Regions from separate parts of the Zea mays genome. Here region 1 is linked to region 2. Evidence: chromatin contacts called from public Hi-C data. All regions are on one chromosome and are shown on one strand. Each heading gives the region's core, a stretch centred on a gene start, on an enhancer-like site or on the middle of the called end of the contact. The rest is flanking DNA. Distances are from core to core; before and after follow the strand shown.

Region 1 (5,378 bases), core at 396-2,895, 200 kb after region 2:
TGTATGTCCCATGTCAAAGCACAGGTCTAAGGCCCGGCCCCGGTCGCGGTCGTTCTCATATGGCTACGATGTAGATGTGTATGGGTGGGATAGGGGTTCGAGGGTTTTCTCGACCTGTGTGAGGTCTTCTTCTTGATATAATGCCCGGAGGCTGTCTTACCACACCCCACTCCCCCACCCCCGCAGATCAAGTTTTGGATTGCGCTCTTGCACTGGTAGACCTGTTCATGGTTTCGTTCCAAACTGTTCAACTGCCAAACCAACCTGTACCAAACTGCAATACAGGATTCAAATGGGTTGGATTAACCGGTCTGGAAAACCATTGAACCCATCAACATCACACGCTGCACCAAGGGCACGCTAGTGCTGGCTATGGACACGCCAACCAAATTGCTCGTATGCCACCCATCCATCGGCCACATGACACCACTCATCAACAACACCATGTGGCACAACCTCACCGCCTTCTAGATCAGTGTCCTTCTGGGCACTACAGTACCGTGGGCTCGACATCTTTGGCATCAATGAGAAGGCCAACAGCACCATGATCTTCAATGCATTGCTCTACCGCCACATCTTCTGGTCAAGCACTGACAGTGTGCAGCATGTGGGCTGCAACAACAATTACAGAGGCAGCGGCAGACAGGAAGAGCATGACATGGCGCTTGAAGATGGATCACGCGTTCCTAGACAGAGAATGGTACCGCAAGGGAGTGAATCAACAAAGGGCAGTCAATAGCTCCATGAAAAAGATCGAGGATTTTGCAATCAGTGGTGATGGCGGCAGCACTAGCATTATTGGACTACCTGATCATAGATATGGCCCACATGCATTTGCTCCTAGTTCAGCCCAATGAATAATTTTCTGATGGTTGAACCAGTCTAACCCACCAAAAAACAAACCATGAAACTGTGAGTTCAGTAGGTTGGGCTGGTCTCAATAGCAACAGCTCTGGAAGCAGTGGGTGAACAGGACTACACACTGGAACCAGGGTGTCGATGACGATAAAGTCAAAGAAGTTAGCAGGTGATCAACTGGGAAATTGGAAATGAGTTCATTGAGTGGGGAATAAAATAGGGTGTACTGGAAGAAAAGTTTACTCAATGAAATGGTCATTTGTATGGTTTCACTGCAATGTTTCCATTATAGTCCAAATGAGACGTGATTTTCAACGAGAGCCATGAGGTTATGAAATTTGAAGGGCAGAAGGTTGGATGAAGATGTAAATCATGGGTTTACAATTTCAAGGTAGAGATCAAACAGATGCCAGATTCTCGCTGGCGTGGTTCCACCTGGGATTCTAGCTCAGGAGCAGTTATGATGACCCAAAAAAAAACCAAGTGGACTGGCCATAGCCACTTAGCCAGGACGGACCCAGTAAAGAACACACACCTAATTGTGTTTGCAAAAATGTGATCAAAAAAAGTTGCATGCATAAAACATGTATACACTTGTAACAGGATCGGATCAGATCCGAATACAAATAGCTAGGGTTTGGGGGCTCGGTTTCGCACAGCGAGAGCGGAAGGGAAGGGGTGCGCCTACCTGGTGGTGGGTGCTCGTCTCCAGCGAAGGTCCGGAAGATGGAGACCTGCGCACGTAGGTCGGCGGCAGCGGCCGCCGCCCAGTCGTCGTCACTACAGAGCGCAGGCACGCACAAGAGAACAGAGAGAGAATGCAGGGGGGGAATGGGTTGCAGAGAGTGAAGAAAAAAGCTGGGCCGCAGGGTCCGGTCAAGACTCGAGACTAGCAAATCTGTCCGTCCATTACATGTAACCTAATATATCTAGAAAATCATATTTCATATGAATATAAATTATTGTAGCTTATTATATAAACAATGGTCATAGATAGCGGATATAGGGGGTGCAGGATATTAGAGCATCTCCAACAACCTCCAACAAGAAATAATCTATAAAAATGATCTATAATTTAAAAATAAGGATATTTTATAGAATTTAGGGCACTAATAAAACACCCCGCTTCAACAGTAAAGCTTCAATCTAGCAGCCCACTACGGTATAGTATATTTGAGGCACTTGAGAGGGTGCCCTATAGTTTTTTGACAAAATTTTATAAAATGAGACACTGTTGGAGTGTTTTTTCTGTATAGAGCCTCATATTTTAATTTGAGACACTAGTTTGAGGCATTGTTGGAGATGTTCTTATCGAAAATAAAAAAACAGAGGAAAATAATTTGAGAAGTAAAAAGATTTAAAAATATTTTGCTCTTTAACGTTACTAGTAAAAGTGTACGTGCACGCACGTGGTAAAATAATATTATACGTCGCATAGATATTGTTCATTGACCACTTTAGTTATTTGCCATGGTTTTTTTTAATTAACCTTGTTAAAAATTAAGGAAAACAAGAGTCAGGAAAAAAGGAGATTTAATAGTCACATTAGTAAATGCATGTGCATGAAGAAATGGGTATTGATGCACCTTTATAAATCACAAGATTACTCATAAGCCAGGCCACACAAAGAATTATCCTTTGATCCAATGCAAAAAAAAACTAAGCATACAAGATATGGAAATTCACCGGTTGGAAACAACAAATCAATAATAGGCCTTACCTATAGATGTCCAAACAGCATGGGCCACCCGTTTGGCCCGTGGCACGGCACGAATTTAGCCCGGTCGAAACACGGCTCGGCACGGTCGGTTACGGGCCCGGGCCGGCACGGCCCGTTTAGCGGGTCAGGTATGGGCAAATACGGCGGCCCGCGTGCTTTAGCCCGGCCCGGCACGATAAATGGGTCGGCCCGACGCCGGCCCGCATATTTGAACACAATATAAATGCATGAGAACAGCCCGGTCAAACATAATATAAATGCATTGATAAATACATACATTTAATTCTCTCATAATATGTAAATACTAAATACGCGACCAAACATATATAAAATGGATACATAAATATTGATACACTTAATTCTAAGCAGAATAAATGCACACATAAATACAGACGCAGGCTGAGTGATCATTTCATATTTGTATTAATATGATATTATCTTGTGAATTGATAAATGAATTTTGTTGTCTTAATATATATAAATAATATGTTATTATATATGATTAATTCTGTTAAATGTATGTATTTATATACTGCTACTGTTGGTTCGGGCCAGTGGCCGGCCCGGTACGTTGAGGCCCATCGGGCCAACGGGCCGGCCCGACACGATTTTTCCCTGTGCGTGCCAGGTTTGGGCATGTCTCTAGGCACGTGGGCCAGCCTGGCCCGGCCCTATTCGTACTGGGCCGAAACGGGTTTGAGCCAGGTCCATGTCGGGTGGCCCGTTTGGACATCTATAGCCTTACCCCATTATCGATTCACAAGGGACACTAAATTTAAAAGGGAGCAGACATATATTTCCGAGATTGGAAGGTCAAAGTGTTATTTGATAATGACCCGGTAGAATCACAATTAACCCCTATCTATACTATATCTAAAGCACCAGTTTCAACGGTCGTCGTGCGTCATTTTTTTACAAAAAAAACCCTATTCTTATTCCATCCAACCTGTCGCACGTATGTGTCACCATTTTACAAAAAAAACCCTCCATCCCTGCAGACCCACGTTCCCGCAGCCACCGACCTCGCAACATCCGCCGACTCCGCGCGCAGCTCCATCCCTGCAGACCCACGTTCCCGCATCCGCCGACCTCACAAGACCCACCGATCCCGCAGCATCCGCCGATCCACCGATCCGCTGACCCCGCGGCCGCCATCCCCGTTCTCGCAGCCACCGACCTCACAACATCCGCCGACTCCACGCGCAGCCGCCATCCCGCCGACTCCGCGCGCTATTCCCGTAACATCCGTCGAATCCGCCGATCCCCGCTGACCCCGCAGCCGCAGCCGCCATCCCCGCCGACTCCGCGCGCTGTTCCCGGAAACCATCGCGAACCCGCGCGTGCCGTCCCCGGAACCATCCCCGAACCCAGCCATCCGGGTCTGAGATGCAACCCTTGTGCCGCCGGACTCCCAACAACCTCCGTGCATGCCGCTGGTCACCCCAACCCAACCGCCCCCGGATCTGCCCCTCTCCTATATCAATGGTTTCATCCCCACCCATCCTCTTCCAATTTGGCTGCTGGCTGCTCGCGGCGATTCCCTGCGGCTTTGCGACGGAACTGCTCGAGATAAAGTCCAAAGAGTCGTCCCTCCACGTGCTGCTTCTTGCTGGGAACCCAGGTCCGTGTGTTACATGTTCTTCCATGCATGTGTATAGATTATTCTAGCATGATTTGTATGGAATCAAGAATATAAAACTGCTGTTGCTTGTTGTTATCTGGAAGGAAGACTTCAATATATAGAATAACTCAAACATGGCCTCTGAACTCATCTTACAAGACTACATGCTGATTTTGAACAAAGGTGGACAGGCTGCAAACATGTAAATATGTGCAATCGGCCCCTCACAGGATGACAACATAGAATCCATACATCTATATTACATGACAACAGAACTTTCAAATTAAAGAATATCTAATTTTACCTATCACCAGTTGGTAGGTAAAAAATTATCCAACATACTACTACCAAGAAATAACAACTAAGCTGGTAGCTTTGCTTGAAAAACACACTAATAGGTGATTTAGTATTGCAGTTATTCACAACTTTCAGCAAGCCTTGACAGGAAGGTGCAGGTTAGCATTTTGCACCACATATATGTGAGAATATTGTCTAAAAATCTAAAATATTATACAGAGTTTGGTATTGATACAAGCCAGAACCATTAACAGGTTAAAACACAAGCGGGGAAATAAAGTGAAGGGTTCTCCAATTCAGAGTAAAGGAATAGTTAAAGTGGAAAACTGAAAAACAAAAACATTGTCATACCTCCAGATCAGCAGCATTTTCTTGAGCAAGTTCAAGTGACTATGGGTCAATATCAATACCAAGAACATGTCTGTGAATCACAACCATAGCAATTCACATTATTAATGGATGATAAGGAAACTAGCCACCAAACTGGTGATACCCATTAATTTATGGTTACATATATCAATGAGCATTTAAAATTATTACACACTATCTAAAATCATTTTATGACATGGAATTCTACTCTTTATTTTAGCTTCACCTGCAAGACATGTGTACAATTACTATGTTTGTTACCTTTTTTGTTTCCTAAAACTCATTTGGAGCTTTTTCTGTTCTTTATATAAATTTATAATAGGGGTCAGCCCCTCCTGATTCCCTCAAAAAAATACTAACAAAAAAGAATAGACACAATCTACCAGGACAATTGCAGAGGAAGCCACTTTTTGTTAGATCAATCAGCAAACAAACTGTGCAAAATTACAAACATAAGCACTAAACAGGAAGTTTTTTTGTTTTCAAATATTGAAGTAGACATTACTCAATAGA
Region 2 (5,737 bases), core at 1,891-4,390:
TACCAAGAAAACTCTTCTTCTTTTCTTAGATTCGTCTACAGCGCTTCGAACCCTGATACAGTAGAGAACCCCGAGACCGGTTCACTGGTCAGATATTGCGTCTATGCACAGGCACTCACGCACCTCGTACATTCCTGACGAATAACAGCAAGATGAGTGATGCAAAGGTCCAAGCATAGTGCATAGATCCTATCCGACATCCACTAAACACACTTTTAATCGCGTCCACGGACTGTCCAAGGCCCCTTAATCGACGAAAAGATTGCTGCCTCGTCTATAAAAAAAACGTGCCCATGTGGATACATTTAGCTTTAGTCTGCACACTGAGCCGTTTACTTTCTAGAGAAAGGAGAGGCCAGCGAAGCTTGTTCGTTTGGCTTTAGTCCGTACCAACTTCTACTACTTCTATAGTGTTTTTGTCTCTATGAATTATAACTGCAGCAGTCTAAACAGTCGGTTTTAATCTGAAGCGAACAGATGGCCACTCAAGGATACTAGAACCTGAGCAGAGCAGGAAGTTCCTTTGCGAGCCCAAACATGTCCTTTATGTTTCTGGTTCTTGAGGGGAAAAACAACAGCCTTCCAGCCATGTATGTTTCTGAAGATGTGTATTTCCTGTGCTATATCACATATCACACGCCCTTCATGTTTCTGGTTTTAGTATCCCTGAGTGGCCATGAGCACTTGTTCCAGGCTTGTTGAATGAGGTGGATTTCAATAGGGTTAATTTCCTCATGTCCAGCCAGCAGGTACTTCGTACTTGATATGAAGATATATTTCAACTAAACAATGAATAAATACAAGGCATGATAGTTTACATATTCCAGAAATAGCTCAAAGACATCCAGTCAGAAGAGCCAAGAACAAAGAAAGCAACCGATCTTTTGCATAGGATGCAGACAGACAGTCTCAGTAGCTATGAGATTAACTAGAGGCGAAACGATCGCTAGAATCCTGACAATAGAGCAGACACAGACTCCGTACCTTGCGATTCATCCGAGAAGGATTATCAGTACAGAAAAAAAATAAGCCATCTACTGACAAGGCTCCTTGCTATTCTCAGATGTATGAGCATTATTCACAAAGGATGACGAAATCAATTTCCTCCAGCATTTGGGTTGGTGGAAGGACTCTGTTGATCGGTGGTGAGAGTGCCTCTGTCAGTGTGCGACGGTTCAGGTACCGAGAACAGCCCGCTGAAGAACCAAGGGACAAGGGGCCACGCGCTGTTACCGCTCTCGCTGTCGTTCTCTCGGGTGCTCTCTGTTCTTCTGTGCACATCGCTAGGCTCGTTCAGATCTTTCGTCTCTTCAGACGGCAGCTCGAACCGGCACACGGGGCAAGAGCTGTGGAGCTCAAGCCATGGCAGGATGCAAGAAGAGTGGAACCTATGCCCACAGGGCATTTGCTTCGCCGGGGACCCCAGCTCAAGATCGTCGAGGCAGACCGAACAGCTGACGGCCTCCGCTATCTGGACAGTGGGCAGAGCTTCGACCGCCTCTCTCTTCGCCGGAGGGGTGCCGTACCGGTTCGGGTCGTTCTCGGCCAGATGCTGAAGCAGTAGGCTCAGCCCAGCCCCCAGGACATCATACTCTTCCAGCAAGCCATCGTCGTTGCTGTTGCTGGATCCACCTCGGCCGTCTCGGGCCTCGTCGGCATCCAGCAGCGCCGAGCCTTGCGAGGCGAGGGCTTGGTTGAAGGCGTTGATGAGGACGGAGTTGTCCCTTTCCCTGTCGGCTCTAAGGTCGTCCTGGATGCTGTCGAGCACCCGGCGCAGAGCCGATGCCCGTCCGTGCCTCCTGATAAAGCCCTCGAACTCATGGGCTATATCGTCGTCATCGTCGTCCTCGCTGTCCCCTGGCGGCGTTCCCCACTCCCGCTCTAACTGCAACCCCTCGGAATCCTCCCCGGCCATCTCTTCGATGAACCCACCACCGCAAAACGGGCACTTGATATCCTCCCCCACCATGGCCTCCTCGATGACCTTCTCGCATCCATGGCACCAGTACCTTGTATTAACTGCAGCTTCTGTCATCCTCCAAACCCTTCCTGCTTGCACAGAGAGAGAGACACACAAAAAGGTGTCAACAAGGCGCTACGATTAAAAAAAAAGGGAAATATGCATCGCTTCCCAAGTGAATAACCATAGGATACAACTCAGAGCAGGCGCAGCATCTACAACAACTTTATCAAGAAGAGATGAAACAAACATGAAGACTATACTATACAGTGGCCATCTCACTGTGACTAAACTTCACTCAGTAATGGCAGGCATGGATATCTTATGGTAAATCGGTATCCAGAATAAGAACAAAGCTAAGTTTTGCATCGAATGCAGGTACTAAAACTATCTTCACTTCAGTTCTATAGGAACAAGAGCAGCAAGCTGTCCTAGAGAGAAGGCAGAGATTAGTTAGGAGTCAATAATAGGGTCCCAATTCCAAGATTTCTATTTGAAGAACAAGATTGTATTCCAAAAGAAGGTATTGAGAGCCCCATGCCCGAGCCCCATCACAAGTACTTGTGGTTCCCGCAACACAAAAACTAATCCCTTGCCCTCTCTCATGACTCACTCACATTGCATTATTCGCAAACTCATCCCCAATCCCCTCAACAAGAAATCCCCAATCTTCTACCAAGCAGCAAAGGCGACCCACACCTTTAATTTCATCAGACAACACAAGGTACGTGCATATATATATTATTATTATCTAAAGGTCCGAAACAAGCCGGTTCCGCGTTCTTGATTTCGGGTACCGGAACCAATCGCCCCCACACAAGCCACCAAGAAGAAGAGGAGGAGGTAGAGTTCGCGCGAAGAGACCAACGACTGACCTCCGCGCCGGCTGTTCCCCTGCTAGCGGATCCGCTCGTTCTCCGCCTGCGCCCGTCCTCAGTAGTAGCTTCGATGGGAGTAGAACGACGAAAGAAGAAGAAGTTACGCGGGCAGGTGGCTGGATTCTTCACTTGCTGGCGGTCATCGTCGCCTGTTTCCATTAAATGGTGGAGAGATATAATACGTATATTTTATTTGGTCCCGGCGCAAATATCCAACCAATAATAAAGATTATTATGTGACTTACAAGCATGCGATTGCCGTCCTGCTTTTTTTTTTTTTGCGCTTTTCTCTCGGAGAGTTTCTATTATTCAGTGCCTCTGGATCTGCAGCTTGACCGATAAAACCTCCCTTTCAAGCAAAGGTGCCTACCAGCTAATCCTCCTCCTGCCCCAACTGTTGTTGGCTTCTTCCTAGTTTATTTATTTCTCTGCATACCACCATTATTCTGTTATTATATAGTATAATAAAGTAAACTTATCGTACTCGTCTTTTTTTTTCAACTAACCAATCGTGGAGGAAAACCAAAGTAGCGGGATACCGGATTGAGAGCTGATTCTTGCATTGCAGTTGCAGCCCCAACGTCCGAAGAAATTTCCGGTGTATACAGCACAGCACAGCATGGCATTGACCGCGTGCGAGAGGCCGTCCGTCCAGTTCCAATCCAACGAACGCTTCCAGGAGGTTGCGTCTGCCGCCGGTCACTTGTCGACCACTCGACCTTCAGCTCCGCTTCGATGAAGAAAAAAAATGAAACCCCGTGCGAACTGGGATAGGGCGAGAAGGGATTTCATTTCCATTCCACCTCGTTTTAGCATGGTCGGTCAAGATCGGTGGCCATGGCGTGGGCTCCGTCCGTGTTGGATGGGGGCGACCGGCGCGGCGACGTCATCGCCGGCGTCACGTTTTAGTGGCGGCGTGGGGACAGAACAAAGGAAACAGAACGCCGTGGCCGCGTCCAACGCCAGCCCAGGCATGATTTGATTTGCAGCCGGGCCTGTAAAGGATTGGCGGCGGGCCGTCTGACGAGGCGGGAGTGGCCGCAGCCCACGAGTCATCCTGTCGGCCCAGCACACTCAAACGTACTTCCGCTGCGCTGCGCTGTGTCCAGGTTACACGGCGACGATGTCGAAGTTAAATATAACTTTGATCAAGTTTAAAACTGAAGTACCGAAGCAAACGTAAAATATGGAACGGAAAACGCAGGAGGAACCATGTGCTAACAAATTAGGCGACCACTTGGCTGTAAATGGACATGTGCTCTGGATGTACCTGCAGTGAATAAAGATCACTGATTTGGATCGCTTCGAATTCAAGCAGCAAGCAGTAACAATTCTTTAAGTACAAATACTTGTCAAACAAATATTGCAGGACAACGCACCACACTTCCCGAAAGAAAGGACACATACCAGTGCCGCTGGCGCAGGGAGTGCAAGCCAAGCTTATATCGGTGATTTCAGCAGCATTCATGGCATTAGGCACATCTTGTTTGTTTGCAAACACCAGAAGCTCATTATCACGGAGCTCATCCTGGCAGCATAAGGCAACAAAATGATGTCACTAAATGAGCCAAACTTAGACCTCTAATCTCATTTTTTCTATTTTATTACTCTAGCAATTAATCCTGCTATTGCACGACTTTAGTTAATTGCAAAGGCAGTGGTCCTTGTAGCAGTTAATTTAGCTTGGTTGGATGCATAATTGAGGCACCGACTGCATGCTAGGAGGTCTATAACTGATGGCCAATGCACCGAAGGGACCAAAAGAGGCAAAACAACATGAGATTCATTTATGAATCCACCAATGTTGAGTGTTTTGACATACTCGGGATGAGAAGAGCCCCTTTTATGCAGTTGTGTGACCTTTTTTGCACTAGGCAGCTTTTGAAAGATAGCATTCATAGCTTAGTAGAGGAGCAGGTTGCCATGTTTTTACATGTGGTAGGTCATAACTTAAAGTTTAGAGTTATACACATGACCTTTCAAAGGTCTATTGAGACCATCAACAAATACTTCAAGGAAGTATTGTATGCTTTTGGTGAATTGAGGAATGAAATGATCTTGACACCTTCAACTGCTACACCAACCAAAAATAGAGATAGACACAGATGGTACCCCTATTTCAAGGTCAGTCATCCAAACACACCACTATTGATCCCTTCCTTTTTATATTGGGTTTATAGTAACAAATGTTTTCCCTGATGTGTAGGACTGTATTGGTGCCATTGATGGCACTCATGTGCTAGCAAGAGTTCCTAGAAATCAGAGAGTTGCCTTCCTTGGTAGGAAACACACCACAACACAACATCTTAGATGTTGTAGACTTTGATCTAAGGTTTATATATGTTCTTGCTGGCTGGGAGGGATCAACACATGATGCCCTTATCCTTGCTGATTCCCTTGAGAGAGAAGATGGTCTAAAAGTGCCCCAAGGTAAAAAAAATTAGTATTGTTGTACACAATGCACACTTTCCTTGGTATTCCCTAATATATGATCTATGATGTTAGGTAAATTTTACCTTGTGGATGTTGGTTATGCTGTCAGACCTAGGTTTTTACCCCCCTTACCATGCCACATAGTACCACTTGAGTGAATATGGGGGGGATCCATAGAACCCAAAAGAGCTCTTCAACCTTAGACATTCATCACTAAGGGTGACAATAGAGAGGGCCTTCGGTGCTTTGAAGAAAATATTTAAAATATTATACAACAAACCTTTCCATCCATACAAGACACAAGTAAAGCTAGTCCTACCCTATTATCCTCCACAACTGGATTCTTCGTCATGGGAATGATGAACATGTTCCACTAGAAGAAACATGGACTGCAAATCAACTTCATGAGGAAACTCCCTTTGACCTTGTCATGGACAATGCTGCCTGATTTGCTACCAGGGACAAT

What was found. A called contact is a pair of places that touch in the nucleus more often than the background predicts.
Region 1: a contact with region 2 is called in a Hi-C map of leaf, with 5 times the contacts expected there. The contact joins the promoter of LOC542085 here to the promoter of LOC100272564 in region 2. A contact is called at or near these places in 3 of 25 Hi-C or Micro-C datasets (ear and leaf).

The regions. Positions count from the first base shown.
Region 1 is chr8:122,596,874-122,602,251 of Zm-B73-REFERENCE-NAM-5.0, forward strand. LOC542085 reads right to left here and starts at 1,646. Exons shown (of 3, transcript NM_001111719.1): 1 at 1,547-1,646.
Region 2 is chr8:122,396,026-122,401,762 of Zm-B73-REFERENCE-NAM-5.0, forward strand. LOC100272564 (putative RING zinc finger domain superfamily protein) reads right to left here and starts at 3,141. Exons shown (of 3, transcript NM_001147031.1): 1 at 3,084-3,141; 2 at 2,836-2,987; 3 at 809-2,049. The coding sequence starts at 2,035. The coding sequence ends at 1,097.